Linked DNA regions of Mus musculus: all the other regions are linked to region 1. A link is a contact called in public HiCAR-type, HiChIP or PLAC-seq and promoter capture Hi-C data. All regions are on one chromosome and are shown on one strand. Each heading gives the region's core, a stretch centred on a gene start, on an enhancer-like site or on the middle of the called end of the contact. The rest is flanking DNA. Distances are from core to core; before and after follow the strand shown. Region 1 holds the start of Sh3bp5l (SH3 binding domain protein 5 like). Region 2 holds the start of Glra1 (glycine receptor, alpha 1 subunit). Region 3 holds the start of Natd1 (N-acetyltransferase domain containing 1). Region 4 holds the start of Tmem11 (transmembrane protein 11). Region 5 holds the start of Gid4 (GID complex subunit 4, VID24 homolog).

The links. Promoter capture Hi-C pulls out the DNA fragments that hold promoters and counts their contacts. HiCAR-type assays count read pairs that join an accessible place to other places. HiChIP or PLAC-seq counts read pairs in DNA pulled down with a chosen protein or histone mark.
Region 2: a contact with region 1 is called in a HiCAR-type map of astrocytes, with 7 times the contacts expected there. The contact joins the promoter of Glra1 here to the promoter of Sh3bp5l in region 1. A contact is called at or near these places in 2 of 115 datasets of contacts at active chromatin or transcription factors (astrocytes and embryonic forebrain).
Region 3: a contact with region 1 is called in a promoter capture Hi-C map of pre-B cells, with 4 times the contacts expected there. The contact joins the promoter of Natd1 here to the promoter of Sh3bp5l in region 1. A contact is called at or near these places in 2 of 39 promoter capture datasets (erythroid cells and pre-B cells).
Region 4: an H3K27ac HiChIP or PLAC-seq map of thymic regulatory T cells shows a contact between it and region 1, with 12 times the contacts expected there. The contact joins the promoter of Tmem11 here to the promoter of Sh3bp5l in region 1. A contact is called at or near these places in 1 of 39 promoter capture datasets (pre-B cells), 1 of 115 datasets of contacts at active chromatin or transcription factors (thymic regulatory T cells) and 1 of 9 other capture datasets (liver).
Region 5: a promoter capture Hi-C map of pre-B cells shows a contact between it and region 1, with 5 times the contacts expected there. The contact joins the promoter of Gid4 here to the promoter of Sh3bp5l in region 1. A contact is called at or near these places in 3 of 39 promoter capture datasets (liver, neutrophils and pre-B cells).

The regions. Positions count from the first base shown.
Region 1 is chr11:58,326,818-58,333,164 of GRCm38.p6, reverse strand. It overlaps Sh3bp5l (SH3 binding domain protein 5 like), which reads right to left and starts at 2,458. Exons shown (of 7, transcript NM_024480.5): 1 at 2,373-2,458; 2 at 1,302-1,911. The coding sequence starts at 1,484. It also overlaps a transcript of Zfp672 not described here.
Region 2 is chr11:55,605,985-55,612,331 of GRCm38.p6, reverse strand. Glra1 (glycine receptor, alpha 1 subunit) reads left to right here and starts at 4,134. Exons shown (of 9, transcript NM_020492.4): 1 at 4,134-4,654. The coding sequence starts at 4,599. Gm51862 (a long non-coding RNA gene) reads right to left here. Exons shown (of 3, transcript XR_003949554.1): 3 at 6,092-6,347.
Region 3 is chr11:60,910,141-60,916,487 of GRCm38.p6, reverse strand. Natd1 (N-acetyltransferase domain containing 1) reads left to right here and starts at 2,696. Exons shown (of 3, transcript NM_025294.5): 1 at 2,696-2,859. The coding sequence starts at 2,763. It overlaps Gm39830 (a long non-coding RNA gene), which reads right to left and starts at 555. Exons shown (of 2, transcript XR_879908.2): 1 at 255-555.
Region 4 is chr11:60,875,870-60,882,216 of GRCm38.p6, reverse strand. Tmem11 (transmembrane protein 11) reads left to right here and starts at 3,179. Exons shown (of 2, transcript NM_173453.3): 1 at 3,179-3,504. The coding sequence starts at 3,449.
Region 5 is chr11:60,414,058-60,420,404 of GRCm38.p6, reverse strand. Gid4 (GID complex subunit 4, VID24 homolog) reads right to left here and starts at 3,260. Exons shown (of 6, transcript NM_025757.4): 1 at 2,561-3,260. The coding sequence starts at 2,749. Atpaf2 (ATP synthase mitochondrial F1 complex assembly factor 2) reads left to right here and starts at 3,371. Exons shown (of 8, transcript NM_145427.3): 1 at 3,371-3,654. The coding sequence starts at 3,495.

The sequences.
Region 1 (6,347 bases), core at 1,209-3,708:
CACTCTCTCAGTGGAGGACAAATCCTCAGAATGGATGAGAGAAGCTGAGTTGTTGTCAATGCAGCATCTTGAAGCACAGCAGAAATAAATTACTGACTCATGCCAGAAAAGAATAGCTCGCCAATGCTCCACTATAAGGTCACAAACAACCCAAGGAGCTGAGCTTCAGTACACACACACACACACACACCCCAGGACCAGACTTACTTTCTTTGCAATTCACTGGCACTACCCAGTAAGGTTTACTGAAGGAGAAGCCCAAGAATTCAAGCTCTGGGATGTTCTAGCTACCTAGAAGGAGCTAAATCATGTTCCCAGTAACAGCATCTCAGATGCAACCTATCTGAATAGCAGCCCTGGACCCCAGACATACAGCACGTATTAGCCATTATCAGCCCATATCAGAAACTTTCCCATACAGTCCATTTAGACAGTACCCTGAAACACGATAGATAACTAAGCTTGTCCTAGCAGGCCATCTCCTCCACAATGACCACTCTTCCTCATACCAGTTCCCTGAGTCTCTTACACAACCATCTCTCTGGTTTACCAACTAGACTGTGCACATTCCATGACAGTAAACTATCCTGACATTCTTTTGGTAAGCCCACAATTCCAAGAGCCAGAAATATATATTAAAGGCCAATCACAACAGAGATAAATCCTTGCAATATAAAAAGTTTCCTGCTGATCATGGTGGCACACACCTAATTTAATCCCAGGAGCAGGGAGGCAGAAGCAGGCAGATCTCGGAGTTCTAGGCCACCCTAGTCTACAAATCAAGTTCCAGGACAGCCAGGGCTACACAAGAGAATCCTGTCTCAAAGAGAGGGGGATGGGGAGGAGGGAAGGGAGTTGATTTCCTTACAGACTCAAACCTTACCGTGCCTTTCAAATACCTGAAAGGTCTCACAACTCAAAATGATTCTGAGAGACATATCTAAGAAGGTAAAAGGTGGGGGGGGGGGGGGGGAGATTTCCTCAGCCTCCAAACTGCCTCCCAGTCTCAGCCATCTCCTCTTGCCTCCAGGATATGTAAGATACCTGAGCTAGCAATCTTTTTGCTTATTCAGAAAGAAGAACAATGAGTGGTTCTATGCCCCAAGCACTCAGGCAGGGTCCCTGCTCTCCATCAGCACTTGTCACACTTGTCACACTGAACCGCCACGTTTTATGTACATGTCTGCTTCCCTTTCCCACCCCAGCCCACTGTGAGAGAGGAGTCTAAGGCCTCATTGATCCCACAGCTCTTCAGCAAGTCTGGCCTCTGGACTTCTGACCTCCTCCATCAGCCTTCTCACCTGTATCCTAGGATCCAGTTCCTCCTCCTCTCTAGGGGACAATTTGGTCTCACTGCTGTTGCTTCCACTTCCTCCAGGCTCCTCTGCGACCGGGCTCCTAGGGCCCTCATCCTCTACCACCTCTGACCGAAGTTCCCCCTGCGGAGTCTCCCGGCCCCCTGCAGCCTTTTTGAGATCAGCCATGCTGGCTGGAAGAGGGCAAAGCCCTATGCACAAGAGAGGGCTGGCATGCTGGGAGCAGGGCCCCAGTTTGAGGCTTCCTGGACTTTGGATGGAACAGAATAGGGCTTTCTCTTCTCAAAGGCCGAAGAGAAGCAGCACAGATGGGCCTCGCGTTCAGTTAGAGGCTGAGCTTCGAACTGCTGAGGAGGTCCTTATAACTAAAGCTTCGTCTGTGCAAAAGTTCTTCACACCTCACCACGGGGAGCCCACCAAGAGACCCCAGCGGCAACAGCTCCAACTCAAGGAGCAAAGGGGGCCTGGATCCTGGGCCGACGCCTGGGAAGAGGAGCACCATTCGGGAGGGTGGAGGCAAGCGCCTCCAGGCTGTGGTGGCAGATGGAGAGAAAGCTAAGTCCAAGCAGAGGGTGGGAGATGCGCCTCTGGGGAGCTGCAGGAGACACAAAGGTCAAGTTACATAGGATGTCAGCATCAGAACCTTGGCCAGCAGCCTCCTCCGCGTCCTGGGTCTCCCCAAGATACCACTGGTTTCCCAACACACACTCCCGAGATCCGACCAGTCCCCCACCTCAACTTCTTTCCTCCGGCCTCAAGGACTTTAGGTCCGACTCTGCTCGCGTCCCTGTTCCCTCCACAGTCCCTCCCCTTCCAAACTTCCCTCTGAGCCCCACCCTCTCTCCTCCACACCCTTTTTCTACCAAGCCCGTCCCCCTCGGTCCGGCTTTGCAATTCACCTTCTATCCCCCAACCTTGCCTCTCCAGCCCTGGGGGCCATCTGAGCCTCCAGGCTCCAAGCGCATACTCTTCCGCGGACCCAGCGTCTGAGTCCCAGCCATCCCATGTAACCAGGCGAAAAAAAAAATGCCCCTTCCCGGCTTTACCTCAGTTTACCTTGCTTTACGGGGAGCGTCTACGGAGCAAACAATCTTCCCCCTCCCTCCGCAACAAGACCGTCCAACCAAAAACGCCCTGGCAGAGAGGAAACGGAAATACGCCATCGCGTAAAAACGCTATTTTTTTTTTTCCTCTCTGACAAGTATTGCCCGATGTAAGCTCACGCTCGGCGTGCTAAACGTTCAGGGTCCGTACAAGATGGCGCTACTCTACATCCGACGTCGCCTTTCCTAGCTCCCAGTTCACCCGCCAACCAAGCCTAAATAAAATGAATGCATGAGTAAGAGTTGCTGAGGAAAACTACAGCAGGTGATGAAAATCGATAGTCCCTCCCAATTCGAGAAATGCTAGCAATAGTGTCGTACGCGGGAGCGGCCATCGTTGCTTTAGGAACAGAGGCGGGGCTAAGGACTGTCACTGCCTGGCGCGACCGGAGGTGATGCAACTTCCGGTTTCGGCTAGCTCCTATCTGGGTATTGCTAACAAAAACGAAGTCGTTTTTCAAAAGTGATTTTTTTTTTCCTTTTCTTTTCTTTTTTCTCGGTTCAGTGAATCCGGCGGACTCTAGGTCGAGACAGGTGGGTGAACCTCTCCCGACACCTGCAGCGGGCGCCATCTCTCCCGCTAAGTAGCCGGCCTCACGGGACGCCGGCTACCGCGTGAATGCAGAGGATCTCACTGTTAGCTCACTTTCCTAGAGTGGGAGGAGGAGGCTCGAACTTAGCCCAGTGAGCTCCCTGCTTCGTTCATGGGTGGTCTGGATACCAGTGCTATGTGTGGCTTGCAAGACGGACCGAAGCCATGGATGGGATGCAGGATGGATGCTTGCGTGGTACAAATGTCTGACGGCCTCGGGGCCCCAGGCTTTTTTTCTGGAGATGAAACACGTATCCGGGCCCAATTCTCTTCCCATTGGGTTCTGTTGAACATAGCCCGTGTTTAGTAAATCGGTAAAGAGTCTGTTTAGTCAAGAGCTGCCTTCCTATCTGTGAAGGAGTCTTTAGGTGTTTCTAGAGGCATGAGAATGGAGGAGGACGGGGTTCCACAGTCTGAAGTGAAAGGAATTCCAGAGCTGGTCCCTGTTAGGGTCCAGGAGTCGCCCCACAAACCACAGGAATATCAATCTCAGTCAGACAGGGATAGTGTATTGAATGCACACCCCACGGTCGGTAGACATAGCTTAGACTCTGGAACTGAATGCTACTATCATGAACTTCGTTTCAGGGTCAGTTTATATAGGCAGAAACCCATAATGAACTCACAAGCAATTGCGGGGAGGGCTTGTAGGGTTATTGGCCTTTTTCCAAGTTGTGTGTGTGTGTGTTTAAATAATTTAGACATAACAGTTCAAGTTGACTTCTATCTTGCTTAGCTCTGAGTGAAGTCTGCAATTGGGGAGTTTGCAAGAAGAACAGTCCTCAAAACATGGTAACAAACCTCTGAACATACCGGGATATATGGTCAACATGACCACGGTCTGAGCCAGACTATTCTCTGGGTCAGCAGTCAGTCTAATTTCAGTGGCAGCAGTATGAGATGGCACTCATACTGGCAGGCGAGAAGCAAAATGGCTACAGCTATGCCAGGGAGGCAGTGCCAGGGGAACAGGCTTCAACTGTCTATGCTGTAAGTCCAGTTTGTGTCTAGTTAGCAGTTACACTAAAAAGTATTCTGTGGCTTGTCAAAGAACGATAAGGAAGGCCGTGTAAACAGTGGTTCTCAACCTTCCTAGTCCTGCGACCCTTTAAAGTGCTGTCCCCCAACTGTAAAATTATTTTGTTTCTCCTCCATAACTGTAATTTTGCGACTGTTATGAATTATAATGTAAATATCTGATATTCAAGTATGGTATCAGGTATAATATGTGACCCTCCCCCAAAGAGGTCACAACCTACAGGTTAAGAACTGGTATAAAGGATTGTACAGCTAGATATAGGAGCCAGTACAGTGGGGGAGAAATAGGACTCCAACTAGAGATGAACAAGGGGGAAATTTGTAACCAAAGATCAGTTTTGAGGGTTAGTGGATGAGAATGTGATTCGAGGGAAAAAAAGGGTAAAGGGGTCTGGCTAAGCCAACCTAACTGGGTTCTTGCTGAAGACAATCCTGGAAGGCTTGTGTCTATAATTGGGAGCCTGGCATACAGAATTGGCAGAGGGGTGGTCTTGGTAAACTCCCTTCACAAAGTCCTTCATTAAAACTAGGTTTTACAAGATAGTGTTTGGATAGGCCTAGAAAAAGGTTCAGGCGCCTGACCAAAGTTAGACCAAAGAATGTTTCTCCAAGACTAGGTAGGGCATGAAGGCCCTGTCTTTCCTAATGACTGCATAGCAAGATGTTTGGCTCTTGGCTTCCTGAGAAGGGTTCTCCTAAAGAGTAAGAAATGCATGCACTACCTTAAAGGGATAAAGGAAGGAGACAAGTTTGTAGGCCCCTTTTAGGAAGTGCTCTAAGAAAAGGAAGTTGGGACTCTGTTAATCCCAGGAGTTGCTCAGAATATCTAGTGCTTTCTCCTGGCAGTGTTGAACTTTCTCAGACAGTTGTTTCCATGAAGCACGGGGACCTGGTCCTCCTAGGAACAAGACCACTGGTGCTAGAAACCCTGCGAGGATTTAGTTACCTCTTAGTACAGGGTTTTGGATGGAAACATTAGGAACCAAGAGGTCCTCAGTTCCTAGTTCTCCCCTTCCATTCTAACCCTGTGAGTAACTGCTTAAAGCCTGGGGATTTAGTACACCGATGGGGGTTTGCTTAGCATGCCTGAGGCCCTTGATCCAACCCCTTCTCCCAATACACACACACCTTCAGAAGTGCAATATAAAAAGGTATAGACCGAGGAGATCATTCAACAGTTAAAAGGCACCATCTGCCAACTCAGACAGCCTGAGTTAGATCGCTAGAACCCAAGAGTTGGAAGGAGCGGACTGACGGCTGTGAGTCAGCACACATGCACATACACACTGACTAAAAACAAAGAACAAGGGCAGTGGGACACACCTGTCATCCCATCACTTAGGGAGACTAAGGCAGGAAGAGTGTCACACTAGGCAACTGTGTGATAACGTCTCCAAAACAGAGAAAGAAGTAAAAATTTAAAATGGAGTGTGCAAATACAGTTCAGAACTTGTCTGTATGTGCAAGGTCCTAGTAGGTTCTGAGTCCAGACTGTTGGGCTGCAAAAACTGGAAGTTTTAGTTTTAGAATTCTTATTTTTAGATTTGTTCATGTATGAGTGTTTTGCCTGCTTGTATGTATGTGTACCACATGCATGTCTGGTGCTCTTAGAGGTTAAAGGGAGACATAGAGTCTTCTAGAATTAGAGTTATGGATGTTGTAAACCATCATGTGGGTGCTAAGTATCAAATCTAGGTTCTCTGCAAAAGCAAGTACTCTTTCCATTAAGCCTTTTCTCCAATCCCCCCAAAACTTACTTATTACTAATCTATTTTATTTGCTTTTTTTTGAGACAGGCTTTCAATGTATAGCTCTGGCTGTCCTGGAACTCGAGACCACCTCTCTCTACCCTCGAGTGCTTGGATTAAAAGACTGAGCAAAACCACTAAAACAAAACAACCAAAACAAAAACAAAAACAAAACCTAGTTTTTAATGAAGATAGTTCAGTGTATGTTGTAAGGAAAATAAAAGATGAAAACAAAGATCTGGGTGAGAGGGGTAAGAGGCTCAGTGGATAGAGGAGTTGCTATACAAGCCTGCAACAACCTGATTTGTTATTTGAGAGGACCCAACTTCAATTTCCAGCACACAGCCATCTGTATCTCCAGTTCTAAGGGATCCATCTCCCTCTTCTGGTCGCCTCAGGCACTGCCTGCATGTGGAGCACATACATATATGCATACTTTTTTTTTTAATTATTAAAAAATTAACTTGTAAAAGCATTAAAGACAGAGAGCAAAGCTGTGTCAGGCCAGAGGCAGAAAAAAGGACTCTGGAGGAAGAGCAGGAGCAGGCTG
Region 2 (6,347 bases), core at 2,885-5,384, 2.7 Mb after region 1:
TCCCTCTGTACCCCTTACTTTTCTTCTTTTTTTAAAAGATTTATTTATTTATTTTATGGATGTGAGTACACTGTAACTGTACAGATGGTTGTGAGCCTTCATGTGGTTGTTGGGAATTGAATTTTTAGGACCTCTGCTCGCTCCTGTTGGCCCCACCCGCTCAGTCCCTGCTAGCTCTGGCCCAAAGATTTATTTATTATTATACATAACATAAGTTCACCGTTGCTGACTTCAGAAGCACCAGAAGAGGGTGTCAGATCTCATTATGGGTGGTTGTGAGCCACTATGTGGTTGCTGGGATTTGAACTCAGGACATTTGGAAGAGCAGTCAGTACTCTTACCTGCTGAGCCATTTTGCCGCCCTCTTCTTTTTTTTTTTTTAATTGTATTACAATTTTTTCTTTTATTTTGTATGGGAGAGGTGCATGTGTGTGGGTACATACAAAGTATAGCTCCCACAGGAAAGTCAGTAAACAACTTTCAAAATATACATTATATATATACATTTTATATACACATTTGATATGTTATAAATATATAGTACATAAATATATTTATATATATATAATTTTCATTATCCATTCATTTGTTGTTTGGTAGATAGATTGATTCCAATTCTTTGCTATAGTAAATAAACAATCAATAAACACAGGGTACAAATGTCTTTATGACAGAGTATAAAATTATCTGGGTATATGTCCAAGAGTGAAATAGGTGAGTCATGTGATAGTTCTATTTTTAATTTTTGAGAAATCTGTAAAATAATTTCCACAGTAGCTGTATTAATTCACATCCCCCAGAAGTCACAAGAGTGAATAAGGGTCCTTTTCTCTCCTTTCCAACATTTCTTGTCAGGTTTGTTGATGATAGCCATTCTGACTGGGGTGAGTATACCAACGTGGTTTTAATTTCCCTTCCCCTGACAGTTAGGGCTACTCAATACTTTTAAAACCGTTATTGACTATTTGCGAGGGGGAAGGGGGTTGGTTTTTGTTTTGTTTCGTTTTTGTTTTTTTGAAGACTGCCTAGTCAATTATTCATTTATCTGTTGTTTGGTAGTTTTATTTCCTTGGGATTTATTTTCTGCAATTCTTTGTAAATTCTGGATAGTAGCCTCTTGTCTGGAGTGTAGATGGTAAAGATTTTCTACCGTTCTATAGATTGTCTGACACCTCTGCCGATTGTTTCCTCGGCTACACTGAAATTATTATTTTCATCTCATCACAGCAGTTGATGTTTGGGAAGAAATTAATGAAATTGAGTATAAAAAATAATAATACATAAAATCCACCAAAGAGTTGGTTCTTTGGAAAAAAGGAATGAGCTACGCAGCCCCTTAGTTACCTGGCTCACTTGTCTCAGAAGCAGCTGCACACCCCAGGAGTTCAGACCCACCATTTATCCCATGCCTGGGACTTAGTCAATTCGTGTGTGGACTGAATGAGAGTGTTGCCTCATAGCAAGCAGAACACAACTGTCTCTCTTTTGTGCCATAGTCACTCTCTTCTCTTGTATAGGCCACAAAGTGGAAAATATTCACACTCACCATCAGCAACACACACACATATACACACACACAGACACACACTTCCATCATGGAAAGAGTAACAGAAAATGCTAGACATTGTATTCATATCCAACTATGCAAGTGTTTCCTAGCCAGATGAAGCAAGAATACAGTTGCTGACTTCTTACTTGTTTTAATGTCTCTGGGGCACCACACACATTGACACATATTGATACATATATGTGACATAAACACGCATATATGAATAGCATAAATATATGTGGACAGAAATCAATTGCAAACAGAAATATATAAATACAAATAAACTCTTCCAAGTTCACTTAGAATAAATGTAGGAGACAAATCAAAAACAAATTATACACATGGGAGTATACACACTCATTAGGCTAGGCATGGTAGTGCATGGTTTTGGTCCCAGCATTCAGGGAGCAGAATCAGGTAGACCTCTGTGAGTTTAAGGCCAGGTTGGTCTACATATCTAGCTCCAATACTAAGTTCTACGCCAGACAAGACAACATAATGAGACAGAGAGAGAGGGAGAGAGGGGGTGGGGGGAGATCCCTGGTGTAGGAAAGCCATGAAAGAGTCCTTTCTGGCACCTGCTTCTGCAGTACAAGAGAGTGAAGTTCTGCTAGTCTCATCCTGAGCTGGGAAAGGAAGCTTTGCTTGGGAAAAGACCTGAACTTGCAGAGAACAGAGAACCATTGCCCCAAGTAAGGAATTCCTGAATATGCTGGGTAAATAGAAGGACTGTCTTCCCTAGGCAGCATTGGAACGGAGAGTCCCCAGAATCCCCAGTGAGTTCCAGCAGGCCAGAAAATCCTGCAGAGGCTATTAATCCACTAAAGTCCCCTAGCTGGGAGAAAATCTGATTAACTCTACCTCTCCAGATGGGCTCAACTGTGAAATGTATATCTCATTTCTGAAAGTCAGATAAGGTAGAGAAAAAGGCAGGTGAAGAAGAATTAGGGAAGGAGTGCCGTAGGAAAAAGATGCATGCATGCACTCCTTGGTTTCTCCATTAATTTGGAGCTCAGTTTTTCCAGCCTGTGTGATGTGAATCAAATGTCCTCTGTTCCAATGGAAGAGTGTATCTTCTATCTCTTTCAAAAGAGTCAGGCAGGTCAGCTCTCCCTTAACCCTAGAAACTTTAAAAAAAAAATCCTGAATTTCCCGACCACAGTAATCCTGGAAAGAGACTTACTCTATCTACCAGACCTTTTTTTTTTTTTTTAAGTCTTCTGGGCTCAAATATTATACCTTCAGTGCTTCAACAAAATTGAGGGACCTTGTTCCATTGACCCTTTTAAAATGGAAACAGGTGCAGCAGCTCTCCACGGTCAAACATTAGGCAGAGCTTGGGAAGTCCTGTGGAAGACTATAAGGAAATTTTGAGGGAGCCAGAGGAGTCAAGGACACCACAAGAAAACCTAGAGAGTCAACTCACCTGGGCCTGTGGAGGTTCACAAAGACTGAACCACCAACCAAAGAGCATGCATGGGCTGGTCCTAGGCCCTCAACACATGTAGCAGATGTGAAGCTTGGTTCCATGTGGATCCCTGAACAATTGGAGCAGCAGGAACTGTCTCTGACTCCATTCCCTGCCTTCCCCTAACTGGGCTGCCTTATCTGGCCTCAGTAGGAGAGGATGCTCTTAGTCCTGCTGTGACTTGATAGGTCAGGGCCAGCTGGTACCCACAAGGGGCATTCCTTTCTCTGAGGAGGGGGTGTGAGAGTGGGACTTGGAGGAGAGGAAGAAGAGGGGCTGCAATTGGGATGTAAAATGAATAAACGAATTAATGAAAAAAATGATAAACTGAGTCTGCCTGAGCACATCTGGACTGAGGCTCATGGTGTTTTACTTACATACAGCTATTTTTTAAAAAATCATGGTAAGGATTTTGAAAGACTTAAAAGATAAATTCCATGACCTCTCTGGAGCGACAGAAGACCTGAAAAGACCCTGAGGCCTGGGAAGTGCATGAGGCTGGTCTCTGCCAGCACTCCAAGGGTTAAACTCAAGCCAGAGCCTAACGTGCAATTGGCCGAACCTGGAGAGAAGATATGGTTTTCGCAGCTGCGGGCCAATGAACACTCCGAGTGGGAGGGTTTGAAGCTTCTAAGGAGTTTTTCCCCCCATTTTCCCCTCTCCACCCCCTCCCGTCGGTCCTCGCCCCCACCATCCTCTACGCCGCCAGTTTGTTAAATTAATGCAGTAAGAAAGTCTGAAGATCTGAGGGAGTCTGGCCAGAAGAAGATGGGCGAGCTTAGAAATTGGAGATGCCTGTGAAAGCTTGGGTTCTTGAGCCCTGCTGGGAAGCCATGGACCCCAGCAGCCCCTGAAAGTTGTGGTGGGCTCTCTTGCTCCTGCAGCCCCAAGCAATGGGACACCTTTCTTGCAGCGATCCCAACTTATTCGTCGGGGACCAGAGAACACGGACTGCAAGGCGGCAGCAGACAGGAACGGAGGCAGGGGAACGAGATTCCGGGACTCGGTCGCGATGCGCCAGCCTGGCACACTCTCCGACATCTAACTGAAGCCAGCACCGTCACCTGCTCCACCCCCCCCCCCAACCCCTAAAACCCCTCGGGCCAGCCCAGGGCCAGAAAGAAGATGCCAGCCGGGTCTAAGGGTCTGAGGCCAGGGCTCTGATCCCCACGGATTTCTTCCTTTCATGGAGCTGGCCATCTCGACAGGAAAATAAGGGTAAAAATAAAGAAGAAGAAGAGTAAAGAAAGAAAGAAAAGAAGAAAATATACCCACCCCCAAACGTGCCTCCCAGCGCCGCAGGGAGCCTCCAGCGAGTAGAGCTTCAGCCGCGCTCTTCCCGCCCGCAGCCGGGCTGGACGCTCTCCGTGGTGCTGAACCTGCACGACTGCCGCTGTCCGCGGTACCTTAGCTGCCTGGCTGCAATTCTCCCCCGGCTCTGACACCTCGTCCCTCTACTCCCTGCCCCCTTAAACATCTGGATTATTATCCCCAGTGGCGCTCTCTGGCTTCGTAAGTGCCCATCGAAAACATTTTTGCACCCCCATAACTCGTGGACTTTACAGCACTAGAATCTGGAAGATGTACAGCTTCAATACTCTGCGATTCTACCTTTGGGAGACCATTGTATTCTTCAGGTACGCGATTTTCTATACTGACCACTATCCTTATGGTGCAATAGGGGTTCAGGAGGAGTAGGGAGGCTGACTCTGCCGCGGCTTCATCAATTGGGGAGGGGGTGCTGTGTGCTGAAGGCCCTTCCATCCCTCTCCTTCCCCCACCCCCCACCCGCAGGGTGTCTGGCTGGTGCGTGTAGGTCCCAGACAGTGGCTGCTCCTGGTTGCTCCGGCAGCGGTTTGCCTGTTCTTTGCAGTCTGTCTGCTTACTGCACTCCCCGCAAAATTGGGGCCCCAGCCCCCTAGCCCCTCTGCTCGTTACCCTTCACTCGACTGAGGACTTAAGGGGAAGCTTTGTGAGTTTTTTAGTTTAATTGGGACCGCATTCTCTCAAACCGCAGTGCTGGAAACCCCGGGTCTCCCGTCTGGGAGCGAAGTGACAACTAGCGGTGACGCGGAAGGTTGCAGTTGGACTGGCTGGGCACAAAACAGCATTCTGTCTCTCTTTTTGTTGTTTTGCTTCGGGGTCAGGGGTTTCTGTAGTTTGGAGCTGGGAAAAAACGCAGTTATGACCGCAGCTTACAAAGCCCTAACTTAAATGCAGATCAGGCCTATTTAATAATAGATGCTAGAAAATATTTTCCTTTTATAACTTTGACTCCCTCCTCCCTGATACACGCTTCTTTCCAAACTCTGTTACAACAGACCCTCCGCTACTCCAAAGGGCAGTTCTTCTTTATGAATGGATGCCTATATCTGCTGCCATAACTAGGCTCCCCACGCCCACCCACTGACTCCTAATTCTCTGCTTACAGACTTGGCATTCTTGTCTTAGTCCAAGTGAAAAGTGAAAAATTACATCTTTAGGAAGTATTGAAACAGATAGGCCTTTCGAAAGTGGGCAAATCATGCCGTCTTCAGAGGAGATGATGATAAATTCCATCTATATGAATTGAGAAATATTCTTCCCAGCTCTGCAGAGATCGTTAATCTTCCTCATTCTAGCGCGTCTGCTTCTCATGTTTTACCACTGTGGTGAGTTAATAGGCATTTGGAAAAAAAAAACCCACTCCGCTTGTTCTAAAAGCTAAACGACCACCAAATAAGATCTTCTCTGATTGTAAAACAGAATGTAAACGTGATTTTATTGCACTGCAAAGAGTTGCTGGTTTGACTGATCCATTGGTTGGTGGTAGGAGTGAGGCCTTCTCTCCCAAGTGACAATTTCTGAAACTGAGCCTCTCTTTGCGTTTTTTCCCTCTAGAGATGATGAAGGTTCATCTTCCCAGGGTTACCCACTGCTAAAGCTTTTAATGCCCTCTTAAAATAATTTTTAGCATCTCATTGTCCCAACCACAGCTTAGACTGTAAATAGCCAAATATTTTTTTAAGTCCAACATTCCAAGGCCTTGTGAGATTTACCTACTTCGTAAGATGGATGAGGTGGGAGGACTAGAAGAGTCTTGTCCTCTACGCACCCCCCATTCCTTTTTTTCTTAATGCAATACTTGATTTTCTTCTCCCAGACATGAGCTTTCACCAAAAAAGGAGAATCGGTCTAAAAGGTCTGCATTGTAATCGCTCAGATAAGGGTGAGGCTCCACTGTCTTAATTCTGCAAGTGAACTGGTGGTGGCCCAGCAGAGTCTCCCTTCCCCTATATGGGTGAAGGCACCTATGAGCAGCAATGGGCATGATGGAGAACTCACTGTGCT
Region 3 (6,347 bases), core at 1,447-3,946, 2.6 Mb before region 1:
GATTTCCTTGGAGTCTTCCTTAAAAAGACTCCATCTCAGCTGAAGCCTGTTGTGGCCACCCTGTCTGAAGCCTGATTGCCTCCAGGAACACATGCTCCCAGAAGCAGCTGGAGTATCTGCTCCGTCCGTTTGACCTCTGCATCCCTCAGGTGCACTCCTGTGAAGCAATACCACAGGCACAGAGAGCTTCCTCTGCTTTGCTCGTTTGTGTCCCCACAACAGCACCTGCTCCACAGGAGATGCTCAATACATACTCCATGGATTTTCAAGGGCACCCAAGTAAGTCAGATCCACTCGCTGGTCCATCCTCTGGTCCTCGTGAGACTCAAGCAGGCACAGCCACGGGGAAGCTTGCTTCTGACACTGAGTCACTCAGTAACTCCAGCAAATGTTTTCATTGCTCACGTCGTTCTTTTGTTTTCCAGAAAGGACTTTATGTATTTGGTTTGGGTGGGCAGGGTTTCATAGAGCTCAAGCTGACGATGTAGCTGAGAAATGCCTTGAGCTCCTACCTTCTTTACCTCCCAAGTTCTAGGATTACAGACCAGCACCATCGCTGGCTCCCAGAAAGAATTTCTGTAGAGCTTACAGACCCCAGCAAGGAAAGAGACAGAAGCAAAGAAGAAAGAGTCAAAGAAAAGAATCTGGACTGTGCTTAGCCAGTGGATCTCCACCTTCCTAAGGCTTCGACCCTTAATACAGTTCCTCATGTTCTGGTGACCCCCTCCCCCAACCATAAAATTATTCTCATGGCTACTTCATAACTGTAATTTTGTTACTGTTATTAATTAATGTAAATAGCCATTCTCCAATGGTCTTAGACAACCACTGTGAAAGGCTGGTTCGAGGGTCACAACCCATAGGTAGACAACCACTGTGCCAGGCCCTATTGGAGGCTTATCAGATCAGACTCTCCCCTGGTCTAGACTGGCTGGTCAGATGCCACGTCTGTAGACATAAATGCACAGGAGGACTTCCCCAGGAAGTGGTGCTTGGGCAGTAGTCATCCAAAGGCCCAGCAGCCTGCAGATGAGTGGCCTGTTCAGACACTGTCCAGGAACATATTTTGACCATCTCCACTTACATTCTTTGGAAGTGACGTCACCTGAGACTCACAGGTTTTAATCTTCCTTGTTCACAATTGCCTCCAGCTCTGACTCTGCCAACCAGGCTCCAGGCCCTCTATGATGGCTGGATCCCTTTCAGTCACTTTGCATATAATGACACACCTCCGCACTGCCTTCTGTTTACAAACGCTGTGACACAACACCCACTTGTTAAAAGGAAATTATTTGCTCAGAAAAGATTCTCTCAGTAGTATGTCTGACCCCCCAACCAAGCAATAAAAATGATTGGAAGAAGGCAAATAAAAGATTGGGGGGGGGGGTTACAGAGGAAAGTGTTCATTAAATGGGGACTAAATGGCCTGGCAGCCTGGGCAAAGGTTCAAGAGTCAGTCACTGCCACTAATGACAAAATGCCCACTGCAACTTACAGAACTCTCTGTGGCAATGTGAGGTCGTACACTTGGAAAAGGATCTTGCAGTTTTTCACAAAACAAAATATCCACTGGCTATAAAACTCGGCAGTATATTCCTGAGAGCTACCCTAAGGGAATGCTGGCCAGACGACATCCACAGCCTGTTACTCATAGCAGCTCCAAACCAAAACAACACAACAACCCATTAACACGTGATGGAAAACTGGTACCTGCTTCCTGGGAAATCTCTGACACACTGGTGAACATGATAGCAGCAACAACACAGCTGATGACAGGTGGAAGCGAAGAAACCAGATACGAAAAGGTAAATACTGTGTAGTTCTTAAGAAATAGGATGTTCTTAGGAAAAGCTGTTTAGTCAATAGCGCTAAAAGTCAGGGAGCATAGCTACTTCAAAAGGAAGAAATCAATTGGAAGGGAGCCCACGGAGATCTCCATTTAGCTGTAAAATGCTTCCTTGTTGGTCTGTCCCCCGCCTCTCCCCCACCCCCAGCCCCCGCCACGCACACAGACACACATTTTGTACAGGTTTGAAGTTACAGCCTTCAAGCATTCCACTGAGGTACTCAAACTTTAATGTCTGTGTGGTGGTCTCATAGATGTGGACATCAAATTTGCACGGTAATTAACAGAATATGATTCTGTGAACATCCATGGTCGGCAAGCTTTCCTAATACTGTACTTCTAGAGAAACACTGGCTCCTGGGTAGCTAGCTCCCTAGGGACCTCATATTTCTGGCTTTCTTTGGGAGGGGTGGCTTTTCACCCAGTCCCAAACATGCCTAGGGGTAATCTCTCAATATCAGCTACAGCTGCCCGAGTGGGTGGGCTGCATAGCTCCAGCCCGCACGATTCCAGCAGAGAGTAGGTTTGCCTGTCAACACCTTGCATTTGACGTTATCTATTGCCTCAGGCTTGCAGTGAGGCTAATGCCTAATATTAAATGGCTGTCGCGGGGAGGATCTAAATTACCCCATAGGTCATTGCGTGTTTTGCATATGGGTCCGTGTGGGTCCTAAAAGTCATTCTGGGGCATTCGGGAGGACAATCGGCGCCCTGGATGGACCAGCACATCATTGTTGAAGCCGCGAGCGAAACGGGCAGCGCGGTCTCTTTAAGAGACGCCAGGAATGTATCCAAACAGACAGTGCGCGCAGCGCACGTGACTCACAGCTGATTTCCGGCCCCGCCCCCTTCTCCGGCCCGCGCCGCCGAAGAGTCAGTTCGCTGCGGCCCGCGGTCCCCAGTGTCGGCGCGCGCGATGGCGCACGCTACCCCGCCGAGCGCACTGGAGCAGGGCGGCCCCATCCGCGTGGAGCACGACCGCCAACGCCGCCAGTTCTCCGTGCGCCTCAACGGTACCGAGCTGCCTTTGTTTGCGCGCGCGCGGGCGGGACGGGGCGGGACCTGCGGGCGGACGGACAGATGGATCCCGGGGCGGGAGGGCTCCCGAACCCCCCGACTGGCACCGCCGGAGCGCGTCTGCCCGGGCAGCCCGCACCTGCTAGCGCAGCCGGCCTCCGACATCGCGGACGGAGGGCTGCCACCCTGGGTCCCAGAGAGCAGGTCACTGGTGGCCTGCCACCCCCACCCCCCGGGTGTTCGGTTGCTTCCTGCCGCCGTGGAGGAGCCTGCAGGGGCCTGGGGCATAACCTAGGGAATATGTGGCCTGGAGGAGGAGGCGGGTAGGTGATTCTGAGACTTTGGCCAGTTTGTCTAGTCAATGTGTGCATCGGTCTCCCGGAATCTGCAATGGGGATAGCTGGAGTGCAAACCGCTTTGGATGAGATGCTGTGGCAGTAAAAGTTCAGAATGACACATTTGGTGCACAGCAAGTGCTGATAAACATAGATAAATGGCTACTTTTCAACAGATAGAGAAGTCAAAGCCTCATCTGTAGCGTTTGTACCAGCAGACCGACACTCCTCCCATTGATTCTAGGGCTGGAAAAGATTGTGGAATATGGGACCTTGAGCTCTCTGTAGCCCACTCCTCCCAGCTGGGCCCTCTGGGGAGACCCGACTTAGCCACTGCCCATATTATTTTGATTGGAAGGATGCACCACTTGAGTGTGGTCGGCCAGTAGGTAGGTTGTAAGCAGTCAAGCATACGCAGCCTATCCTGACTTCCTGAGCCAACCTTCTGTGACCTGCACTTGGAGGCCAGGTCTCCCGTTTGTGCCACCTAACCACCGTGGGGGCAGCTATCACTTCCTGTGTTGTGACATACCGCCCCACTTACAGATGAGTAAACTGAGGCTGGGAGTGCAGGAAATGGGACCTGCCCAGCTTTAACAAGACCAGAGGCATATTCAAATCAGGGCCCAGCTGCCCCTTGCCCTATTCTTTCCGTAGAGAAACAAGTCCTGCTGTCATGCTGATGGTAGCTCAGCTGACTGTGACACTTGGCCCTGATCCCTTGAGAGGCCTTATCTGAGGGTTTGTTTGTTTTTTGTTTCTTTTTTCTTCAGATCCTCTTTTCTGAAGTTTTCTTAGTTCCAGTGAGGCTTTTAGTTCCTGGGGACTGTGGAGGCACATCAGATCCATAAAGAGAAAGGCAGAAGCCTTAGGCTTCTCTCTCTTTCTTTCTTTCTTTCTTTCTTTCTTTCTTTCTTTCTTTCTTTCTTTCTTTCTTTCTTTCTTTCTTTCTCTCTCTCTTTCTTTTCCAAATGGGTCCAGTCAAAAGGACAGTACTCTTGAGAGCTGGCTATGAACAAATGATATCCTTAAACTTAACCGTTCTGCAATCTGCTGCCCCGTTGACAGAGAGACAGAATTGCTAGAGGCGGGCAACCTCGCCTCGGCTCCTCCTGTACAGCCTGGGCCAACAGTTTACTGAGTACCTACTATTTACCCAGGACTTGTAGGGCTGCCAGTCTAAAGAAGGAGATGGGTCTCAGATGAATTGCATAATATCTCATAAAACCAAGGCCTTGGGAGGCGTGGTCAGGCAGAAGGAAGGGTCTATTGGGGCAGAGCCACTGTTTGGCATTAAGTTCCAAGCAGGTGGTATTTAAGTAGAGACCTGAAAGAGACAAGAAACAGCTGTAGCTGTGAAGAAAGGCACTGTGTGAAAGAAACCTTTGAGAGCAAAGGCCCTGCAGTACCCATTGTGTGTTTCAGAGCAGCCAGGAGTGGTGCAGGCATAGAAGAGCGTGACAGGTAGGATAAGGCTAAGAGGTCAAGGAGGCAAATAATATAGGAACCAGAAATGTGAGCTTGGGTGTGGCTTCAACCTTCAGTGCTGTGGGGTCCTGAAATGCCTTGTAAAGAGGACAGATGCCATGGACCAGGAACCCTAAGGCTGTGCTGATGGGAAGCGCACTGTGGGGTATGACAGTGGGGAGCTGGGTGCTGCACAAGTCCAAGCAGTGTGATCAGGGGTGTGAAGAAACGTCTAAGTCCTGAGCATGTGTGACAGGAAACATGGAGGAAGTTTGTTGATTGGAGGAGACTGGAACTCAAGTCTACATGACCCCAGATTGAAAATGCTGGGCGTGTATCCACTGTTCCATGGGTGGGAAACCAAGGCACAAGGCTGATGGACAACTAGTCCAAAATGGAACCTCGGATGTGTATGTGTTTAAAGATTTGTTTTTATTTTATTTGTGTGTGTGTGTGTGTATGTACAGACAACATACATTCCAGTGCCTGTAGAGGTCAAATGAGGGCATCAGGTCTGACAACTGGAGTTACAAGCAGGTGTGAGCTGTCAAGACACGGGTGCTAGCTGGGTAGTGGTGGTGGCGCACGCCTTTAATCCCAGCACTCGGAGGCAGAGGCTGGTGGATTTCTGAGTTCGAGGCCAGCCTGGTCTCCAGAGTGAGTTCCAGGACAGCCAGAGCTATACAGAGAAACCCTGTCTCGAAACCCCCCCCCCAAAAAAAAAAGAAGACATGGGTGCTGGGAACTGAGTGGGTTCTCTGTAAAAGCAGAAAGCCCTCTTAACTGCTGAGCCAGCTCTCCAGGCTCTGGGACTGCTACTTGTTGCAAGAAGGCTCTCTCCAACCCCTCCCAGAATTCTCTGTACCCCCAGCTAGGAAGACAGAACTGGAACTGAGACCAACTGATCCTTCCAGTTTCTGGATGTCCAGCACGGTCCCCAATATGCTTGTCTAGGTCTGGGGCACTCAGAGCCTAGCCTGGACTGCCACTAATCCAGGTGGCAGTGACTGCTCACCTGTGGTACGGGTGTTGGGGGCCGTCATAGCTGGCAGTGCCACGTGTGCGTTCTGTCCCAGGGCAGTGAACAGTCCGGGGAAGAAGCCTCTATTATAGAGGGAAAACCTGGAATAAGAAGGTGGTGTCCAGTCAGGCGTGGCGGCGCATGCCTTTAATCCCAGCACTCAGGAAGCAGAGGCAAGCGGATTTCTGAGTTCGAGGCCAGCCGGGTCTACAGAGTGAGTTCCAGGACAGCCAAGGCTACACAGAGAAACCCTATCTCAAAAAAAACAACAAAAACAAAACAACAAAAAAAAAAGTGGTGTCCAACTGGGAGGCCCTGGGTACCTGGGTATAGATGCGGCAAGTAGAAAGATGAGCAGGGAGCTAATCAAACTCTCAGTGGCTGCTGTAGGGAGAGGCTGCGGTTGAGCTGTGGCTGGAGCCTGCTGGCTTTAGCTCAGAGCAAGCCCATGGACCTCTGCAGGGATCCCACCAAAGGCACAGGGACCAGGCCGTGGGGCTGTCATATGCCACTGGCCCACCTCCAGTCTCACGGGCATCTGGTTGGAAGATACTTCCTGGGTGTCAATCCCTGACCACCAGACACCAAAGGCGTAGGCAGAGTCGCTGTGATACCCCAGGGTTGCCCACAGGCTAAGAAGGCTCCTTGGGATTGAGAGCAA
Region 4 (6,347 bases), core at 1,930-4,429, 2.5 Mb before region 1:
CAAGATTGAGAAAGTCATGGAGGGCCACCAAAGCCAGAACTGTGTGGCAGGGTCAGAGTTCCTGAGTGGCCACTGTGTGAGGCTGTGAAGGTGAAACCTAAACTGTAGTAGATACCCTAGGACTTTGGAGATGCCAGAATCATGGGTTATCTAACAAGAATGGCCACAGGTGTGGAGTGGAGCTAGCCCAAAAGTTAAGCTATGTGAGCTAGCAGGGCTTGAAAATGGATATGCCCAAGCTTTTCCGACCATAGCCGATTTTTTTTTTTCCCGAGACAGGGTTTCTCTGTATAGCCCTGGCTGTCCTGGAACTCACTCTGTAGACCAGGCTGGCCTCAAACTCAGAACCGCCTGCCTCTGCCTCCCAAGTGCTGAGATTAAAGGTGTGCTTAGCCCCAGATAGTATAGATAGAGCTTGGGGACTTGGTGTTTGCACTGCTGAATTTTTGTTTTGTTTTGGTCCTTAATATGCACCGATCTTTCCATTTTGAAAGGGAAATGTTTATTCTCTATCAGTATATGATTTCTATTATTATTATAGCTCACTGTTAAGACTTTGGACTTTTATTTTGTGGTTTTTCAAGACAGGGTTTCTCTGTGTAGCCTTGGCTGTCCTGGAACTCATTCTGTAAAACAGGCTAGCCTCAAAGTCAGAGATATGCCTGCCTGCCTCTACCTCCCAAGTACTGGGATTGACTTTGGACTTTGTTGGGATTTTAAAAGTTGAATTGTTTTTTTATATTATGAGATAAGCCTGAGATTTGGAGAAGGAGGAGTGAAAGTTTACGGTTATGGCTTAAAGCAGTGTTTGTCAAATTTATAAGTGATAAGGTTGTTTTGTGTTGCCAACTTTACACAAACCTACCCACTATGGGAGGCAAGAGACCCTGAACTATACACAAGCAGAGAAAGAGAAAGAACTGGGTATGAGCACACATTAATACATCCTGCACTCTCGCTCTTTTTTAAAAGATTTGTTTTATTTATATGAATACACTGTAGCTGTTTCCAGACACACCAGAAGAGGGCATCAGATCCCTTTACAGATGGTTGTGAGCCACCATGTAGTTGCTGGGAATTGAACTTAGGACCTCTGGAAGAGCGGTCAATGCTCTTAACCGCTGAGCTATCTCTCCAGCCCAACCTGTGCTCTTTACTGTGGATGTAGTGACAGCGCTCTCACATTCCTACTGCTCTGACTTCCCTGCCATGATGTCATGACTGTCAGTTATGTTTCTATTGAGGTGATCAGACACCATGAACAGTTAAACTCAGAAAAGAAAGCATTTGATTAGAGGCTTGTTTGCACTTTCAGAGGGTGAATTCATGACCATTATGGTGGGGAGTATGGCTGCAGACAGGCAGGTGTTGGAGTAGTCACCAAGAGCTTATATTTTGAAACAATCACCAGGCAGAAAGAAGAACAGGGCCTGGCATGGGCTTTTGAAACCTCAAACCCATTCCCGGTGACTCACCTTCAACAATAAAAGCCAGACCTCCTCATTCTTCCTAAACAGTACAATTGGGAATCAAACATTTAAATATATGCGCCTATGGGGACCGTTATTAAAACCACCGCAGACTATGACCTGAAGTGTAGGCCAAATAAATCCTCTTCTCCCTTAAGTGGCTTGTGTATTTTTATCACAGCAACAAGAAATAAATCTAAGACAGGGACATAGATCCCCGGTGGGATCCACCATGTCTCTGACTTGGCACCAGAACACTAGATCCTTGAGGACTCCCAGTAAAGGCAGACCCTCCTGGCTAGCTGCTTCCCAGCTTAAATGTGGGCTTGGCAGTCCCTGGTCAGTACACATTGTTTTTTGCTCATACTGCAGTAGGGCTGAGAAAAGGGTTCAGACATCCCCTAGGCAGTGGCTATAGGGTAATGGGAAAGAGAACACGCCCCTGCACCTTTTTTGTTTTGTTTTGTTTTGTTTGTTTGTTTGAGACAGGGTTTCTCTGTAGCCGTGGCTGTCCTGGAACTCACTCTGTAGACCAGGCTGGCCTCGAACTCAGAAATCCACCTGCCTCTGCCTCCCAAGTGCTGGGATTAAAGGCGTGCGCCACCACTGCCCGTCACCCCTGCACTTTTATCAGGTTCCTAAAGAGCTGAGAGCTTTCTCACAGATGTTCCTGGGTAGTAGAGTGTAGTTAAGGAAGGGGGAAATGGGAGAGAAAACATAGATTTTTACCTCCTGGCTGAGTCACAGGGACCACCTACATAAGTTCCTAGGTTCTTGTGTCTCAGGACAAAGAATTGTATCAGAGATGCATAGTTAGCAATAGAGGCAATTTACTTAAAAAAAAAAAATTTACAAAGACACTCAGGTAGGGAATGGGCTAGTGATCTGGAAGAATGCATAACCTGAAGTCCTTAGCCATTACCTGCCTTCTCCAGGCCAAGTTTTTCTCTTGCATGCTGTTTGTTATTGAGTAATCCAGGCAAGGAAGGGATCCCAGGCACTATCAACTGGCATTGATTGATTGATTGATTGTGTCTGGGTGTTTTGTGCACTACACGTGTGCTGTGGTCGTAAGGCCAGAAGAGGGCGTCAGACGTTACTGCAATAGCTGACTGTTGTTAGCTACCACGTGCCAGAAACTGATCCACAGTCCCCTGAAAGAGCCGTTAGTGCTCTTAAGTACTGAACAATCTCCGCAGCCCCCTCATACCTTATTCTTGACGTCTCTCTACACATCCCTATTCTTTTGCCACACTTGCATGTGTTACGAGTTTGGCAATCGGAGGCGGAGTTGCATATTCAATTTGAAAACCAGGAACTTTATAGAAACCAGACAAGCATAAAACCTGACTGGGAGGAAAAGGCGTTTTAGGGCAAGCACATCTACAGACCTTCAAAATCTCTGGATTTGTCAGCCGGGCAAGTTCCGGTCAGGAGAGGGGGGCAGTTGACGCCGCGGAGGCAGAGGTAACCTTCGGACTGAAGGTGCACGAGTTCTGGTCTGCAGATGGGAAAGGAGAAAGGTTAAGCTGCTCAAGTCATTGTAAAGTGTGAGAACTGGGGGACTCAGGCCCCCAGCGGCCGAAGCCACGGTGAAGGGCAACAGGGCCGAGGCCAAGGGTTGGGCCTCTCAGGCTGTGAGGGCGGGATCGTCGCGCGAAGCGCTCTGGGAGTGGTAGGCGCTTTCTTTCCGCTCTCCTTCAGCCACTCGTTCTGGGAGCCCAAGGACGTCCAGGCGGTGGGCGCAGCGACTCGCACTTTGCGACTTGAAGACTCTTTCCTAAGGCGGATCCCACCCCCTCGCCCTCTTGCGCGCGGCAGCTTACAGCAGGCTTCCGGCGTGAGGTATTGTGGGCAGTGTAGTCCTTCTCGCAACCTCCCACCTCGTCCGCGCGGCTCACGGGACTACGTTTCCCTTCGGCTCCCGCGCGCCCTGAGCCGCGTCGGCTCCAGCCCCCGACGAACCGAGAGTCTCCAAGATGGCCGCGTGGGGAAGGAGGCGTCTGGGTCCGGGCGGCGGCGGCTCCCGAGAGAGGTAAGCTGGGCTCGCGACCGCGGGCGAAGGTCGACCGCAGAGCCGGCGAAGCCTCTGTGCCACGCGCGACTCCGGATCGTGTGCCCGCCACGCGCGGGGCCCAGTCCGCGGGGGCTTAGGTGTGGGAGGAGCGGGGCGGCGCGACGGCCAGGAGCGAGGGGAGCGCGACTCGGAGGGGCGGCGACCCGCAGCCGGGTGGGCGGTGAGCCAGGGTGAGTAGCTGCGAGGGCCGCCACGCTGTCCTACCGAGCGTCCTGTGGGCTCCGGGCCGCTGGCTCGCGCACGTGGCCCGCTCGGCCTGGGCGCCCGGTGTGGCGTGGATGGGCTCCGGGGAGAGGAGGAGGGTAGAGGCTCGCGGCGCCGTGTGCTTTATAGGGGCGTTTGCTGAGAGCGGCAGCGTGCCGGGCGCGCCTCCAAGAGCCTGAGCCTGGCCGCCTTGTGAGCGAGCAATCGTCGCCACTTTTTGAGGGTTCTCTTCGAGCACTTCTGCCCTAAGTCCTTTGTAGTGACCTTTCCTACTGAATGCGTTTGGGGGCGCTAGGGGTTTTGTTTCTTCCAGTGATTTCCGGATGACAAGAGTAGTTGACGTGTTTCGGGTTGAACTTGTAGCCTTTTCCTTCTGGGAATTATTTTTAGCTAATAGGTTACTAGAAGCTGTTCAACGATAAGAAGTTTGGGGAGGTGGGTGTATATCGGTGGCGCTACTGGATTAACCTGCCCAGTCGGTCTTGCTAAGTCCTCCGCATTTTACTGTGGATGTCAGAAAAAGGAAAAGAAAAAAAAAAAAAGCAAAGTTTGACTTTTTCCCCTCCGTTTCCAATGAGTACTGTCAACCATAAAAGTTGTGTCTCAACTAATCTGCGTTGTTCCTTTTTGACTGACGCATCCCATGTTTCTTGCTATTGCATACGACAGCTTTTCCATCCCACACTAGTCTTCCTGCTTGGCAGAAGTGGTAGCCAGTTTTACTCCTGAGTTCGGTTATGCTAAATAATCCGTTCTGCGTTTACTGTGACATGGAAAAGCAGTGGCGAGGAGTGTTTGTTTGTTTGTTTGTTTGTTTGTTTTTTCCCTAACTCCCACTTATTTCTTAGATAAGAACAGCCAGAGAGGTTATCTTGTTTTCCGAGTCCTTAAATCCCTAAGGATGCTTTCAGGATTTTAATTTCAGCCCAACAGAAGGGAAGAACTTTCCTAATATTTCTGTTTGCTTGTTTTTAGAGCCACGTGTGTAGAGTCATTAGAGTTACTGTGTAGCTCTCTCTGGCTGTTCTGAAACTCACTCTATAGACCAGGCTGGCCTTGACCTCACAGAGGCCCGCCTACCTCTGCCTCCCAAGCACTGGGAATAAAGGTTTGGGCTACTGCACCCTGCCATACTCTTGTTCTTGGACACAGACTGAAAGGGCCAAACATGCATGCCTCAAGTGTGAGACAGGAGTCTTGCTAGCCTACCTAAGAAAATGGAGAATTTTTCCTTTGTCTTGAAACAGATATTAATTAAAAGCAGTTTGTCAACCAACCGCCCATAGTTTAGTCCAGGCCTTGCTGGTTGTGCTGCAGCAGCCTTTAAGGGAGTTTAAGTCCAATGCAGACAGAACTCACTGTGAAGCTAGATAGGGAGTGGTTCTCCTCAGAGCCACTGGTGCTTGTTTCTCACTGAAGTCTTAACTAGGTAAGGTTATCGTCCTGGGTCCTGTAGGTGTTCAGGTTGTGACCTTTGCCCAGGAATTGAAGGTTCTTCCCAAACATGCAGGTGCTGTATGTCTGCCAGGGATGGGCGTCTGATTTTATGATTTGAGAGTTGCCATCTGCCCTCCTTCTGGTGCCTGGAGGTTACTCCTCTGTCGGCCTTTATGGGAAGGGCCCTTCCAGAGAGTTCATTCTCAGAACCCCATCTCCGTCAGGCCTCCCACTCTAGGCTGTGTGTGGAAACACACTCCCTCCTGACTAGCAGACTGACTTCTGGGCGCACCTCCATTGCTGCTTGGTGGCCTGACAGGATGGAGCAGACCAGAATAATGTACACTCAGCACCCATAGATTGTGAGCACCAAGTGTTGACTCTGTGACACAAGCTGTTTGTGCCTTCTAAGTGACTCTGTTCCGTGTCACATTTGGACTGACTCAAATTTCAGCTTCATGTTGAGAGAGAGCACTTCCAGAGTTCTTCACACCTTCCTGCCCCTGCCCTGTGCTGAAACCAAAGGGGATGCTGTGTGCTTTGTGGCAAGGCTGGAATGGGCAGTGCTTTGAACAGACACTGTGTTTGCCAGTGGCTGCATACTCTGGTGCATATGTTATATTTAAGGCCCCACTTTGTGCTGGTTGTCAGCTTAGTTTGCAGTGGTTCTTGCTGTGCCTGTTAAGTCCAGAAACACAGGCTAGTACTAGAGCTGAGTGACAGCAGTTCAGTAGCTGCTAGCCATGTGTGGCGATTACATTGAAGTTAAAATTAAGTACAGTGAAAAGTGTAGCTCTCAGATAGTAGACCATGTGTCTGGTGTCCAGTACTTGCTTTGGGCTAATGACTAAGCCTAGAGAGAAGTTTTTCCATCAGTAAAATAGATAGGAACAATTCTGATCTAAACTGAGATTGGAGGGGGAAAGGAGCAAACAGAGAGCTGCTTGTGTGTTGATTCTTCTCTCCACTCCATTAAATCTAGGGAAACAACAGTATTTGTAATGAAGAACGTCAAACTCTGAGCTGTAACCTGAATTCTTGTCCAAAATTGAGCATACTGACAGCAAGCACAGCAAACAGATTGCCGTTTGTCCTGCTGGCCTCTTTGAGGCACACTTATCCATCTAGGAAAGCAGAGCAGGTATCTGTGTTCTACCACC
Region 5 (6,347 bases), core at 2,011-4,510, 2.1 Mb before region 1:
TGCGGGACAGGTAGAAGATGAACCTAAGTTTTTGGGTTTTTTTTTTTTGTTTTTTTGAGGATGGGTCTCATTCTGCAGCCCAGATTCTGGCCTCAGGTTCTGAATTTTGGAATTACAAGTGAATACTACCAAATCTGGTCTCAGAATAGGTAAATCTGCAGAAAAAGATTAGCCTAGGATTGGTAAGTGTGATGGCTGAGGTGTACAAAGGTTTCTTTTGGGGCAATATAAATGTTCTAAAATCTGGTGATAGTTGTATAACTTTGTGAATATCCTAAAAATCATTAAGGGTACACCTTGAATAGGTAAACAGTATGGTATGTGGAGTGTATCTTAGCAAAAGTACTTAGGCCAAACAAGCAGGTATACTTTCATTGATTTGACTTCAGAGTCCATGCCTTTAACTGCAACAATATTCTGCTTCCTAAAAATAGTTTAAGTCAAACAAGAAAAGCAGGAAAGAAGTTGAATTATGAAAGACAGAACTTTTCTCAGAGGGCTGAGTCTAGAGAAGACCAATTAACATAACAGTTCCTATGCCCCTACCTGATCACAGTAACAAGCTCACTGGCAGAGATGTAGGGGAGCATTCCGTGGCACGACCACCAACCATTCCCACCACTCGGCATTCCACGGAAGGATATGGGCTACCCGACACCTACCAACCATGCCTCTAACTCAATCACTATTTCCACTGATTCACAAGGCCCCTGTCGAGGCAGGGAACAACAGACAAATGATAGGAACAGACTTCCCTTTGAAACCTAGTTGCTCTGGCAGCTATGAACCTATTACATCAGAAATCAGTAAATGGGCATAAATTCAGGGCCACTCTAAACATGATCCATGTAGAGAACTCACTTCCAGAATTTTATGATTGAATGAATTAAAAAAACAAAAAGCCTAATTTTTTTCATACTATAGTATCACATCTTAAGGAGGAAAAAAAATGATTATCACAGTAGGTAACAAGACTTGAAATAACTCAGTCACAGCTTTCCAATGACAATAAATACCATACTTCATGATAGAGCTTTATGGGGAAAAATTACATTTAATAAGAGTATGGTTTTCCCAATCTCAAAGCTGAGAGAACTATTTCTACAAATGGTAGGAAAGAAAAGAGCTGATGAGTGTGCTGCAGTTAGAAAGCAGAGACACTCTCGAGTCTTTGGAGTGGGAGATCTATTTGCTCAAAAGAATCTGAGATGGGAAATTAGAACCAAGGGTGGTGGATGCTGTACATGTTCAATATACATCTCCCCGGGCCCTGGGGCAGTATGCACCTCTAAACCTCTGGCTTTCAAGGAACAAGACTTGGGGAACTACCTAGGAGGTGGCATTAGGAGAAAGCACACAAGGTGGGACAGGGAATTGGTCTTCTGGCAGACAGTTTAATACCTAGAAAGAAGAGTATTGTGGAGAGGGGAGATAGATAAAAGAGAAATATCTACTCCCACCAATCTCCTTCAGTTGGGAAAAGCTTCAAGGGGGAGAGAAAGAGGTGGAGTTCTGGAAAAGAAAGGCCCAGAGAAGATGAAGCTGAAGTTTCAAAGTTGTTCAGGGACTGGCAGCCACCAGCCAGTACTCAGATATCCAGGTCAAATAGGGGGAGGTAAGTGGACACAAAACAAAACTGTGTTAGATTTCCCAGTACTTAGGCATCTGAGGCTCGGAGGAAACTCTGGAGCTATGCAGATAACAATCAGCAACACTACAGCCAGCAATAGCAACCAGCTAGATCAAGGTGCGAGGTCTGGGGAGAGGCCAGGGGGACTGCCAGGGATGGGAAGGAGCCACAGCAGGGTAGGGTAAGAAGCCTGGGACAGGAAGCAAAGTGTAGCAGCGGATGCCTATGAACTGACTGACGCCGGGTTTTGGTACTGGAAGGCCCCACGAGACAAGGTCTTAACACTAAGTGGTGCAACTGGAGATATTTGGGTGTGAGGCTCCCTGGTCTTTGGGGAGCCTCAACCTCTGTGGGTTGTCTCAGCCAATGGAGGGAGGTTGGCCACCTCTCCCCCGTCAGCAGTGGGCTGACTGAGTTCTCCTAAGGAGCAATGTCCCTGGCACTCAGGATGGAGTTGGGGTCAGAGGAAAAGCTTCATTCCGGGAGAATGTGACACTGGCCGCTATCGAGAGGTACTGAGTTTGGGGCAGCCAATGGAGAGTTTTTCAGGATCCGACAGGGACTGGTGGGAGGGCTGGCTGGTGTAGGGAGGACAGGACTTGGGAAGAACCGACTCAGGCTAAAGGACGGCTAGTCATGGGGGAGCTTCCGGATGCCCAAGCCGGCGAGTCAAAGGCTCTAAGTGTGGGACAGTCTTCGGGGTCTGTCGGAGACTGGCCACTACAGGCTCTGAGTCTAGGGGTGGGCTAGGGGTAGGGTTCGAGAGTGTGACATCAGCTGGGCAGGTCCCGGTGGGAGGCGCCGGGTGCAGGAGGCCCCGGCAGTGAGAGGGCCTGGTCCGCGGCTGAGGGCTCGAGGAGCCCAGGGCAGGCCCGGCCCGTGAGCGCCGCGAGGAGGCCCTCGGGCCCGGCCTTGCCGCCTGGCGCTCACCTGCAGCACCACCTCTACGTCGTACGAGTTCCCCTTGCTCTTCTGGTGGCCACGGAACTTGGAGCCGCTGTAGAGCAAGCTGGTGGCCACGCCGGGCTGCTGGGTGTTGATGGGCGGCGGCGGGATGAGTGAGGCCGCGGATGTGGTTGAGGCACCCGCCGGCGGGGGACACTCGGTGCGGACCGGCATCGCGGGGTCCCCCGGAGCCAGGGCTGGGGGAGGGGGAAGGAACCGCCGCCGCCGCGCGGGAGCCGAAGCTGCGGGGAGGGCGGACCCGGGCGCGCACGCGCGGGGGAGGGGCCGGGGAACCACCCGCCCGCTGAGGCCAGACCAAGCGCTCGTGTTGCCACCTGGACCCGGAGACCTGCAAGCAGGGCCTCCCAGACCTGAGCTGGGTCTCCCTTCCCACTTGCCCTCGCGGGTACACACACACACACACACACACACACACACACACACACACGCACGCACGCACACACACACACACGCGCATACACACTCACTCACTCATACACACGCGCTCACACACACACGCGCGCGCTCACACACACACAAACACACACACACTCTGCAGCTTCCAATTGGCGCGGGCGCGCTGGAGAGGCGGGAGCAAGCTCACGCGGCGCTTCCGCCCATTGGCGGACAGAGAAAGCACGTGGCGCAGAGCGCGAACGGCCCTCTGGGACTTGTAGTTTTCTTCCCGTGGCGCGGCATGGAGGGGGCGTGGCGAGCACGTTTATGATGCTGATTGACGGGGGCGGGAGTGGCGCGCAGCGGGGCGCACGGCTGCGACGGCGCGCCGTAGGTGTCATGAGGAAGATGGCGGCGTGCTGAGGAGGCTGAGGGCTATGAACCCTTGGTGAGAGGTTTCCGTACAGAACCAGCGAGGGGTGTGGGGTTCTCTTCGCTCTTTTCCTGTACTCTGTTTCCACGCATGTGTCCACCCAGGTCCTTGGGCAGGATGTGGCGAATCTACCCCCGGCTGAGGGACCGGTGGCGCGGTCTCTTGGACCGGCGTCTCAGTGACCCCACCGTCTCAGTATGGCCGGGGCCAGCTCCGCAGCCTCCGGCCCGGGCCTATGTCCCGCCAACAGGTGAGGCCCGGACATAATGTGACTTTTTGGTCAGGAGCCAAGTCGGGCTCACCTGGAGGAAGGTTTCTGACGTGCAATGCGGGGTGACAGGCAGGGTTCAGGCCTATGCGAATATTTAGAGCAACAGAGTTCTGTTTCAATTTGAAAAATGACATCCAAACAAGTGCGAGGGTGACTTTAGGGGACACAGCGTGCCCAGGACACGAGATATTTGGCTCTTGAGGCTTTTCTCAATTTCCTTTATTTTTTCTTTTCTTTTTATTTTTTCGGGGATAGGATTTTTCTGTGTAACCCTGGCTGCTCTGGAACTCACTCTATAGACCAGGCTGGCCTCGTACTCAGAGATCCTCCTGTCTCTAGTTCCTGAGTGCTACCACCACTACCACCACCACCACCACCTCCCAGCTTCAGGGTTTTTTTGTTTGCTTGTTTGTTTGTTTGTTTGTTTTTCCTTTTAAAGGGGAGCAGGTGTCTTAGTTGGATTCAGAAAGGAAAATTTGGGCTTTCAATCAGGACATCCAAGGTCACAGAGCAGACTGGTTGAGGCTATGGAAGGCAAAGACTGACCTGACTGTGTTGTGTCCTCATGACTGTGTTGTGTCCTCAGGACCCAGCAGAAGACTTGGCACAGAGGCAGGCCTTAAGTCTTCCACCACACACAGCACACTTCCTTAGGGGTTTGCGGGCCCTCTGTCCTAGTGCAGTGCCACAGCCTCTGCATTCTCTGCAGCTTTCTCTAAGTGGGAGTTTATGCCAGGCTTCTTTGACCTACTAAGGACTGTAATAAGACTGAAAGAAGGTTATTTCATTGCTTCTGAAAGAGAGATTGCTACAAGTGAGGTTCACTTCAGTGAATGAAAAGTAGTGATGACCTCTCTAAATTCAGTTAGTTGTTTTGTGTTGAGGGCATGTGGTCTCACCTGAATGATTCTCAACATCAGATGCAGGATTCATTATGCTTACGAAACAATAGTTTGCAATATATTGTGATATGGGAACTATGAAGGACTTAAGAAATCACAAGGATGAGCGTGTACAGGGTGATTGAAAGGGCATTTAAACTGGGGCTTGAGAGATGAGTAAGAGTTTGATGGGGGAGAAAGGGGGTGTAACATGTCCAGAGGTGATGACTGGGTGTTAGAGGTCTTGCTGCAACACTGCCCTCATTAGGCAACAATTCCATAGGCAGTTTGGCAATTGGCATAAGAGTACAAACCTGGGGTCTGTTGTTGGCAAAATCTCTGAGGTACTGTGGTCTTGGGCATGTATGATGTTGCTTTCTTTGGTGATCTGAAGCATGAGATTGCCTTTAAGAATTCTTTAGGCTGTAAATCCCATAATTTCTTGTTTCATTTAGTGTGTATATATCTGTGTGTGCACTTGGCATGCACATGGAGGTCAGAGGACAACCAGCAGGACTTGGTTGTGGCTTTGAGGGACTGAACTGAGGATGTTGGGTTTAGTGGTCAGCGTCTATACGTGGTGAGCCGTTCAATGGTCTATAGCCCATGATTTTATATAACTGGGGAAGGGAGTGGATGCACCAGGGAGCTGATTTTTGCTTATCAGGACACAAACGAAGGCCTAAAAGTGGGGCAGAAAAAGCCAGTAAAGACAAAGGAAGAAGCTAAGAGTAGCGTCACACACATGTATCAGCTGCTTGGGAGCCTGAGATAGGATCACTTGAGGTCATGGGGTATGGGGAGGAGGAGAACGGGCTTGACTTACAGATAGCTCTCTGTGCCCCATTCATTCATACATTCCTATTTTCTTTCACCTTTGACTACCTACTATGTGCTAAATAATGCTAAGAGCCAACTGGTAAGTCTGTAATACAGAAGAAAAGATGGCAGATCAAGCACCTCCACAATGGAAAACAAAAAGCATCCATGCGCTTAAATTGACCCTTTGCCTATTTAGTGAACTCCTGAATGTGTTCCTTTGTTTATGCCGTGCCTCCCTAGGGTATGCTTTGCTCTTTTTGTCCTCCCCAGGTGGGAGATATTTTTGTGTATCTTTGAAGTATGTAAATTATTAAGTCCTTCTTCTTTAAGAATCCACTTGTCAATGTTAGGAACAGCTACACCATAGAAACTTGTCAGGAGAGGAGAGGCTTTTGAAGGAAGGGCTCGCTGTGGGGTTGGAGGAGGAGGTCCTGCAGTGCAGAGACCTTTGTGAGGCCATTGCCACCCTCCTGCTGTTTTCTGCCCAGAGGAGGATGTAGTTTGGAGAAGCAGCATATGAGGTAAATTCCCAAAGAAATAAAAGCTTGAAGTCCTGTCCTGTTCCTACCATTTACAAATTGCCTCCTGTCCAAGGCAGCTTCTCCAAGTTTCTGCCACTTAAGAGACGTTACCTGCTTTGCCATTCTCATAGGAGTGTCAGGGACCAGACGGCTATCTGCTTTTGAAGTAGAGTTTTATTGGAACAAAGCCACATACTCATACATATTGTCTGCTTTCATTATATTGGCCAGAACAGCCTAGGGTATGGACCTCCACTCCAGATGAAAAGCAATTTGGAAAATAGTGCACTTATGTATTTGGCTGCAAGAATTTTTTATTATCATATATTTATTTGTGTATGCATGTATTTGGGCATCCATGTGCCACTGTACATGTGGCGATGAGAGGACAACCTCTGACAGTTGGTGCTCTCTTGCTACCTTTACATGGGCTTGGGAGATTAAACTT